2 separate regions of the Anser cygnoides genome follow, and region 1 is linked to region 2. Evidence: chromatin contacts called from public Hi-C data. All regions are on one chromosome and are shown on one strand. The core of a region is the stretch at or near the end of the contact, and the rest is flanking DNA. Distances in the headings are between cores, read along the strand shown. Region 1 has its middle 11 kb from the start of GHR. Region 2 holds the start of FBXO4 (F-box protein 4).

Region 1 (5,171 bases), core at 2,231-4,730, 150 kb after region 2:
AGGACAGCTGCACCAGTATTTTTAATTCCAACTGTGTACTTCTGAACTGTGATTTCCAAAATGTGTGTCAGGAGTGGGGGTAGGAGAGTTGTGGCTGGAGGACACCATCTGGGAGAACTGTCAGAACCTTACACGAAGCACCATTTAAAAGCTGAGTGCACTGGCTCAAAGCAAGCTTTTGCTTGAGTTACGGAGGCAGGAAACTGGTAGATGTTTGCATACAGTATAATAATTTAAAAAAAAATGTTTTCACTCTGAGTTTTAAATTATGGAAGTTAATTAAAGACAGCGCAAGAAGGAAGATGACCGTAGCTATATCTGTACAACTAAGTGAAACAGAACTGGTTGCAGACGGGCAATGCCCACACGACATAGCTTTTGGTCATGGGCTTCCTCTGGGCCCCCATCCAGCATTTGTATAGCATAATGACTCTTTCTGTGTGGTGGTTAAAATTGTGTGAAGGCTCAAGTTTCGGTCTGCCAGATCAGTGTTTTCATAGTTAGAAAGCGAGGGCATTTGTTGCATACCCCTGACATGTACTATGCTGCATACCTGGGGATTCAGCTGCTGGGATAGTGCTGGAGGACAGCGTAAGAGAAAGGAGCCAGCCCTGGTGGCTTAGTCAGCTCCACGTTGTCTACTGGGACCAGTTTCTAGCAAGTGTTTCTCACTGGTGTTATTTAGGACTTATTGACTCAGGCCAAAACTATGCCAAGGAGTGTGTTAAATGATGTGGGTGATTTTAGGGCCCAGTAAGTGAACTCATCACCCCTCCCTGTTTTGTTTAGCAATGTGGTAAAAATATTTTTGTTAAAGCAGAGAGGATGGGATTGAGTACAAGATGAAAAGGGAGTATGGAACTGATGACTGCACACAGCTTTGTCAGTGCTGCTCATTGAATTGTGGTACATACATCCCCATCCTTCTGTCAGGGCCTCCAAGGCCTGTTTAGTGTGCTGTGTGGTGTGGCCTCTCTTCCTCCAACTGCCAGCTCTATCCAGCACTGCAGTGACTGTGGCCTGCTCTAAAGGACCAAAATTGACAGAAGGATGGATCAGATAAGGGATTTTGTACAGAGATTAGAAGTATTAAGAGGACAAAAGGAACAATTCACTGAACCCTGGAACATGTGATATGAAACCTGCAGGCTCCGTGATGCTTCAGCAGAACTGAGCTGAGTTGCTGGGAGCCTCCCCGAACGGGTGGGTGCTTTCCCCACACACACAAGTTTCAGCAGACTGACCACACCAGGGGCTGACATCCGGCGGCTGGGATTTCAGGTTTTGTGATTCCACAGCAGCCAAATCCAATATATGGGAGCAAAGCATGTGGGGTGTGTCGCCCCACCCACCCCCCCTCCAAAAACAAAAAAGTTTTAGGCTTGGGTCCTCAGCAGCAAAACTGAGGTGACAACTGATGTTCACATGGGCAGATTTTGAATGACATTCTTAGAAATTCAGAGAATTCTCAGACGTTTCAAAGTGTTTGGTCAGCTCAGCAATTAGATTATTAGAAAAACGAAGTTCAAAGCCCAAACGGGGAAATCTCCTGCTACAGCTATTGCAGCAGCCTCTTCCCTGAGAGGGGACTAAAGCAGTTTGGTGAAAAACAAAGTGAAAGCTGAGGGAAAAAAAGAAGGCAATAAGGTAACTATTAATACGCCTGGGGGAAGCACTAGGGAGAATGTGAGTAATTTCAGGTAAAGGACAGTTTTGATACACAAAAAGTGGACTTTTGCAGGCCATGAATGTCTTCAGGTTGAAATGAGAAGAACATGTGTAACTACTAGAGAACGCAAGTTCTGATGCCCCAAAACTCAACCCTGTGTTGCTTAATATGGAGTTTGAAAACGTTTGAGATGTTTGGATGACGCAGTGGCTGGAAACAGTGGACTGACCCCTGCACCTTAACTGCATCCTTCCCTCTTTTCCACATGACTAAGCAGTTGAGAGTCAATGGTGTGCTTGCATCTCATGTAACCCATCTGTCAGGGTGTGTGTAGGCTATGTATCTCATTCTATGGGTTGGGAAACGTGTCTGTTTTGCTTTTTTGACAATTATTCAAAACTTTCCTTCCATATCTGTTCTTGTTGTCTCTATAAACTTCACTAAAATTGGCACATCTGGGGGAAAAAATGAGTCAGTCCCAACATGTGAGTAGACTTACGGCTACAACAGTATTTTATTGGAACCACTGATATATATGCACATATGAAAAGACAGTAATCTTACTGTTGTAATTCTTGTCATGCCTGCCCCAACTCATCTTACTCAGCTGTATGCTACTCATGCTTTCTCCACAACAGATAAATGGAGAGAAGTTAGAGGTTCCAGTCCTTCAGGCAGCTATGAAACCTTGGTGCTGATTTTTCCATTTCTTCTGTATGGTGTACAAAACTGCCTGTGTTCTGCAAATTACAGAAGCTACGCTTTCTCATGTGATAGGCTTCCAGAATTACAAACTTCCTGTGAAGTTCTCTGCCTTTGGGAATATTAGTGGCTTCTTTCATGTTTTTAATTTAAGCATCAAGAACCCAAATGAAATATTCCAGCAGCACATCTGTACAGACACTTTAGCCAGGCATAGATTGATATGCGGGGGAAGGCAGAGACAAACAGAACTTTAACCCTGTGCCCTCGGTGTGGGACAGAGACACAGCTGCTGGCCGCCTCCTCACGTCGTCTTGTGGTGGGGGTAACAGCTGAAAACTGCTTTATCAAAGTAAACAATTTTATGAAAATGGGAAATGGCAGTTCTGTGACAGTTCCTTATGAAAGGAAGTGCATGCAAACATGTTGTGTAGTGAGTGTATAATAGTACACATGAAGTCATGAACACGATCACTGGGGTGGAAGTAGGTGGGATTCTTACTACGCAGTGCACATGCAAGGAGCACAAGTCTCTCAACGCTACAGGGCCCTCCTCTTGGCTGTGTCAACTGACTTACGGGATTATTTCTGTACAAGCTATTTCTAGATGTGGCCTGTGTCAGAGGTTTCGGCTGGCTGGATATCTAAGCATCTGTTTACAAGTGTCAGGATCGATGGAATGTTATCGAGTGCTGTTAAAGGGAACTGGAAAGGACATGTCTGCTGGTGCTTCACATAGGTGTTAGAGCTGTTCTCTTTTAAAAGAAATAAATAAAACTCACACTAGGTAAACATCACTGCCACTGTGTTGAAGCCATTTAAATGGTATTTGCAAATGACTTCAGGGCTGCTGTCTAAAGTGTATTGGTCTCAAGTCAATAGAAATTAAAAAAAAAAAAAAAACACAATTTGACTACACCACCACCACAGAGAACAGAAACATACAACTGGCATAGAAGTTGGATTACGAAAGCTGATTACCCTGTTTGTTTTTTTCACATTATTTTTGCTCATTTGATCAAAAATATACAAATCCTTAAAAAAAAAAAAAAACCTTCAGGAAAGAACAGAAAGTAACATGCCTAGATTTAATTTTATATATGTCACTCTGTATGTATGTGATCATTTCAAGTACATAAAGCAGATTTTAAAATACTTTAAAAAAAATAATGCATGGAGGTAGAAGGATTGTGACAAGCCAAGTAAAAAGTATAAGGAAATGTGGGAAGTAATACAAGGACCAGGGAAACCTAAACCACAACCACAAAAACAAAACAAAAAAAATTGTTGGCAAAGTATAGGCTTATGAGCATGATAGCTCACATAATAGGGCTCTTTACTATTAAAGGATACAGCTCTGCACTGGTCCTGAATTCCAGAGGTGAGAAAAAGTCAGACTCAGAGGAAGGATCTGTGTAACAGTGAAACAGCAGAAGAACATGACTGCTACCATTGCTAGTCCAAACACCTCATCTGAAAATGTCTGCTGTGGAAGCCTTTTTTGTGAGCCGTAAGACAAATTATTCAATGCACGGGGCTAGAGAGTCAGAGATTTTAGCTGTCCAAAGGACTGTTAGGAATGGAAAACGTCAGGACAGATTGATTAGCAAGCTCTAAATGGAAAAGCACTGGTCACCATTTCTGGTGCAGTAGAAAAAACAGACAGAGAAGAGGCTCTTCTAGATGTGGTTCTTACCAGTAAAGGGTAATTGTTTGAGAATCTGACGATGAAAGGCAACTTGGAGACAATGTCTATGAAACTACAGAGTTCACAGTCCTCAGAAAGGAAAATACGGAAAACAGGAGAACCATGGACTTCAAGCAGGCAAACTTCTATCCACTCAAGTCAATAACAAAGTGAAAGGAAAATGTAAATCATTTCTTGTGGCAGGAAGCACAAGCTATCCCTATCAAAGGGGAAAAGTAATGAGAGATGAATTCAGGTAAGCCAGAAGCTTTTAAGTGACCTCAAGCTCACAAAGTTGCACGTGTAAGTGGAAATCAGATCAAATTCTAAAGCATATAAAATAACAGCACGTGTACAAAAAACAATCAGAAAAACAGGCACAAAACCCATGTACAATTACAAAAGTCCTCAAAAGTTAAGGTGCGTTAATAATAAGGAACAGCAAGGAAAACACTACTTGTTTTTCCTGTCTCTCAGAGGAAAGGGTGTAAGGCGATGACATGTAAATTGATGATCCAAAAATGTTTAGAGTATTTAAAACCTCTTTTGCATGTGAGCTGCATGCACATGACTAGCATAATTAACATTCATGACAAAGGGTTAAGAATTCAATCTAAAACAGGGTAAAAAGAGAATGAGAGAGAGTGACAAAATGTTCTCAAGTCAGCCTGACCAGATAGACCACGACCTGGTATATTTTAAGAATTAGGTGAAGTAATTAGATTATCTATAACTTGAGAATTCATGAAAGATGGATATCTAAGCCTGGAAAAGGACAAAAATATGTGCCTTAAAAAAAAAAGGGGGGGGGGGTAAAAGAAGAAGAGCTCGGAAATAATGACCACACTTTCTACTGTGGATAGAAGAATTCAGGAATTTAAATTGTAGTGAGAAAAAGGGTTAGGCATGTGGGAAAACATTCTAATTGTAAATTTGTGGAGGTCTGATATAGGTGGCTTTGGTAGGTAGGGAGGTCTTTACCACTGAGACCTGTTAGAAAAATTAGTCAAGTAAGTATGAAGAATTAGGTAGGGACAATTAATCTTGCTCTGGTATGCACATCAGGAGTAGGTCACCTGTAGGTTTCAACTGCACTTGGCTCAACAACAATCC
Region 2 (4,799 bases), core at 950-3,449:
TTCATTACTTAAAAATCTGAAATAGGATAGGATAGTATTATTTGTATTTTTAATGGGCAAAGTTTAAGATCTTTGGAAAAAAATAATATCTTAGTTATATTTAAATAGTAATTCGTCAAAATAATTTTTCAAAGAACATGTTGCATGCTCATTCTTTCCTAATGTTTCATGATTACAGAAGCTTTTGGCAATACAAATCTGAAATACGAGGTTTGTGTCTGCGACCTCTGCTGTTAAGTACAGCCTCTAAAGCTGGAGGCTTAATATAACACTGTGTGTGTATGAGTAGTTTAGATGGTTTACTTTTTGCTTAGCACAGTTTGTTGGATTTTATTTCAGCCTATTAACATCCTTGGTATAGAGTTGGTAGAATGTCTTTACTGGAGAAAAGGAGCCCTGCTTTACATGTATTGTCATACAGCAAAAGAAAGGAGTGAATGGCTACGAGAAAACATTGCCATATTTAAAAAGGTAAAGGAGGATTTATAAAGTGCTATGAATATGTGAATGCCCGTAAATATGGTTTTAAAGTGTGACTTTTTTAAAATACTTTTTTATTTATTTTAAATAAGGTTTGGGGGAATTCGTGTCTGGAAATATTTTTGGCTATCATTAAATTAATTAGAATTTATCTAAAAGTGTTTTTTTCCACATTTTGTAACTGCATTCAGTGTCTTAATGATGGAGTTCGTTACTTGATGAAGATGCTTAGCTTTAGATGCCCTCTTCATCTAAATGAAGATGTCTTACTTCAAGATAAAGACACAGCTAGATTACTCAGTGAAGGTAAAGAAAAAAGCGCAACCCATGCCCCCAATAACTACTCCACTTTATAAAATGCTTTATTGTGTATTTTGGTCATTCGACTTCATTTGTATTCAAAACTATCACTTTTTACAACAAACCAAAAACTAACAGACATAAAAAGCGGGCACGCTTTCCTGATTCCCTCCTCATCCCACATAATTTCTTCTGAGTCATTCTTCTCAGTCGTCTGAGGTGGTAATGTTCATTTTCTCTATATTTTTGAGTGCACTGAAGGAAAATGAACTGAGGCTTTATACACTGTGTGCACAGTGTTTGTGGTTTATAACCATACAGCTGTCAGTTGACAAATGTTGAAAGCACAAACACGATTACAGAGGGCACAAAATGTTACCGTTTTGATTTCCCTGTTTAGATCTAGAAGAAAACAGATATGATGAATTGTTGACTTCACCCATGTAGAAAGTATAAGCAAAGTTGGCTAGAGTTGGGAAACTTTCTCTCTCATCCACTGTAGCTTTATGTAAGTTGCATTATTATAGTGCAATTACATGAGCATCTGAGACTACATCAGTGTGGTGCTGGTATGGTGATGGAGCAGGAGAGGATTTCCAAAGTAAAACAGCTGGTGATGAGAATGGGATGTTCACATTATACCCTGTCAAAACTACCTCTACTTTGGTCCTATGCAATAAATGCTCAGGGGGACAGCAGAGCACCTCGTTTAATTTCATCCAAAAGTGGGATTGCTCTAGTTCAGCTCCACATTGATTGAACAAATTCAGTGACTGATTTTGTACATTCATTCAGTAGGATTTCTTTGCTTTGAATGACCATGGACACTTAATGTGTTTCCTATTCAAATACAAAAGCTGCTGCTGGTTAACCCGAGTTAAGATGATGTTCAAAAAGCTATCTTCTAGTAGGCTTAAATTGTGGGAGGCACAGAGGTATTCTAATGTGGTCAATTCTAATACATGCTCATACCTCCACTTAATGGATTGTACAGAAATACTGAAGTTGTCTAAGATAAACAAACATAGGCAAACATATTTTTTATTATCTATCTATATTATATTTTTATATATATATATATTATTTATTTATACATATTTATATGCCAGTATTAAAGATTTTAATATTATGGAAGGGCAAAATGGGTGGAGCAATGAGCAAGACCTTGGTCCAGCTTCTTTTGTGCGCATCATCAGTCATACAATGGCAGAAAATTGTTCTTTGGTGTACCTCTTTAGTAGGCTGATGTTGCCTGTACCTTTTTTTTTTTTTTGCTGCCTTTCTAAGAAAAGGTTGTAGTTAACGAGCTGCGTACTTGTTCACAACAGAAGAAAAAAGTGCTTGATCTGAATTATTTCTGCAGGTATATTTAGTGACACTCACTTGCTGGCGATGATGTACAGCGGAGAAATGTGCTACTGGGGACTGAAACTCTGTGGAGAGGGGGAGCAGGAAAGCCTTCGGACGACAGACCCGGCGCCTAGCAGCGAGCCGGGCTGCAGATCACCGCACAGCGCACCTCTGGATTTCCGAGAACTGGGCAAAAGCATGCTGACAAAGTACGTGTCTGTATGCGAGGGACCTTTGCGCGGCCAGGGCTGGAACACCGGCAGCGCCGAACAAATGCTGTGTTACCTCAGGACCAAATAAACGCGCCCCGCTTCGCAAGGAGCTCGCTGTGCTGTCAGCCTGACCCCCGGCCGCCGCGGGGTGGCGGGGCTCCGCCTGCGTGGCCGGCACCGCGGTGTCAGGCGGCGGCGGGGCGGGCGCTGCGGGGCCGGGGGGCGGCCGCGGCGGCGCCGCCTCTTCCTCGCCCGGGGCCGCGGCGGCGCCGTGCGGGGCGGGATGGCGGCGGGCAGCGGGCCGGCGGAGCGGGGCGGGCTGGAGGCCGCCGTGCGCGGCCGCCTGCGGGGCCTGAAGGAGCGCTGGGCGCGGGGGCTGAGGGAGCGGGCCGAGGCCGCCTCGCAGCCGGGCCCCGCGGGCGGGGAAGGGGAGGCTGAGGAAGCGAGCGCCCTGCAGGCGCTGCCGGTGAGCTCGGACCCGCCGCCCTCCCCTCCTCCTCGCCGCTGCCCTCGGGGCTGCCGTGCGCCGAGCCCCCCTGGGGGTTCAGCCGCCGGTCTCGGTGCTTTCAGATCGACGTGCAGCTGAACATCATGTCCTTCCTCTCGCCGCAAGACCTGTGCCACCTGGGGAGCACGAGCTGCTACTGGAGGGCGGCCGTGCAGGACCCGCTGCTCTGGAGGTACTTTCTGCTGCGGGATCTCCCCTTCTGGACCTCCGTGGACTGGAAGTCGCTCCCGGATGTGGAAATTTTTAATAAAGCCTTCTCAGAAGTCAGCGATAACACGCTGTATGACTACATGGCGATGTGAGTGTCTCAGCATTCTCTTGCACAATTTACAGCCCACAGGCAGGGTTCGTATTTACAGCGGTAAACTGTAAGCCGCTGCTCAAATTTTGGTGGGTTCTCAAACCCATCCCTTACTCTGGAAATTTAATTTCCTGCTCTGTGACCGTTTGGTCTGGTATTTCTCCTTGGAATTCAACAGGAATGTAAGATGTTAAAAAAATAATAATCAAAGCTTTTTGTAAACTCTGTGCCCACTGTGCCACCAAAAATCTTGCACTGGTGAAGCTGTGCTCACCACTCATCCTGATGAAAATTCTCTTCACTCTCATTGCAATGAAAAATAATTTATTGTTTTGATAAAAGTACTAAAAAGTGTTTAAAATACAGTGAATGGAATGATCCTTAGTTTTGTTTTATATCTTATCTGGAAAACCTAGTAAAAAATAAAATGTTATTTTTGAATGTGCTTGGAATAAGTACTGATATTGCTTTAGCTCTGATGGTTAGTGTCCATGAGACAGAGCCTGTAATTTTAACCAGTGTAGCTGAAAAGCACAGTAACACTCATAATATGTTTGGATGATTGAAAAGTCCCCTAAGAGAAGCAGATTATTCTGCAGTGGTTTTTTTGTTGTTGTTGTTGTTTTTTAATCTCATTCAATGCCTTTAATTAATTTGCAGTAAAAGTTACTAATTTGCAGTTACGTTTTCCAAAGATGATTTTATGAAATTCTTGCTTCACAAAAAGTGCACTGACTCCTGTGGTCTCTGTGCCCTTCACCCCCATTTTACAGCTGGAAAAGAGGTGCTTTGAACCTGGAGTGCAAAATATCATTGATTTTGAGCACTGGATTTAATGTCTTCAGGTCCAAATACTTCAGAGCATCACATATTGGAAATGACCTGTCACTGATTTTCGTTGTGTCTGTGAGCACTTAACGTTGTTGCTGATCTTAAGTGAAGTGTACAGAAGCACACATTTAATGTTTTCTTGAAGTGATTTGTCCAGCATCACAGTTCAGTGTCCAACGAAGCAAAGATTGAATCTGCTTCTCCAGGAAGTCTGTCTCTTCCGTCACTGTTACTTCTTTCCCTGTGATTACCAAAGTCATTCGTGCCTTCCAGCTTCTCCGTCAAGTGAATGCATAAGGTTGCAGACAACAGCTTGTCTTCTTTCACATCATGTGTTCTCTGTTCCTAAATGGGAAATGGTCCTTTCCAGGTGGAGTGAACGATTAGTAAACACAGAGGCAGTTTAACGAAGGTTGGAAGTGCAGTCAGAATTTTCCTATTTTTTTACGCCGTTTGCAACGCAGCAGCTTTTATTTTATCCTACAAATGCTGTGTGTGCAGTGAGGCTGGGAGAGTTTCTAATTTTACTTTATTTTTTTAAGTAAACTAAATATTCCATCCCATGGAAGTATATTAAAGGTCCAACAAGTCAGCGTTTGGAATTTGGAAGGACTAATGGTTTTACCTGCTTTAACCTGCTGACTGAAATAATCAGTTTTGAACTTCAGCATTTTTCACCTGTGCTTGAGTTGTACCAGTAACAAAGCATGAGAAGCGTGCGACCTGAGTAAACGTTGATTAATACCTATTCTGTATTTTGCGTTTAATTTCTAGTTTGTGTCTATTTTACAGATACAAAAAAAGCTGTCCTCAGAGT

What was found. A called contact is a pair of places that touch in the nucleus more often than the background predicts.
Region 1: a Hi-C map of liver shows a contact between it and region 2, with 12 times the contacts expected there. The contact joins the enhancer-like site here to the promoter of FBXO4 in region 2. A contact is called at or near these places in 2 of 7 Hi-C or Micro-C datasets (granulosa cells and liver).

Annotation. Positions count from the first base shown.
Region 1 is chrZ:68,966,266-68,971,436 of Taihu_goose_T2T_genome, forward strand. No RefSeq gene overlaps it. Among named protein-coding and RNA genes, the nearest start is that of GHR, 11 kb to the right of the region's middle. Within about 2 kb of position 3,481, at least 2 of the 3 cell types and tissues checked have open chromatin away from gene starts, as enhancers often do. A contact at or near this core is called in liver, where this site is marked.
Region 2 is chrZ:68,817,046-68,821,844 of Taihu_goose_T2T_genome, forward strand. It overlaps FBXO4 (F-box protein 4), which reads left to right and starts at 2,200. Exons shown (of 7, transcript XM_013181781.3): 1 at 2,200-2,339; 2 at 2,913-3,148; 3 at 4,775-4,799. The coding sequence starts at 2,934. RIMOC1 (RAB7A interacting MON1-CCZ1 complex subunit 1) reads left to right here. Exons shown (of 6, transcript XM_066987600.1): 4 at 340-471; 5 at 672-786; 6 at 2,144-2,451. The coding sequence ends at 2,430.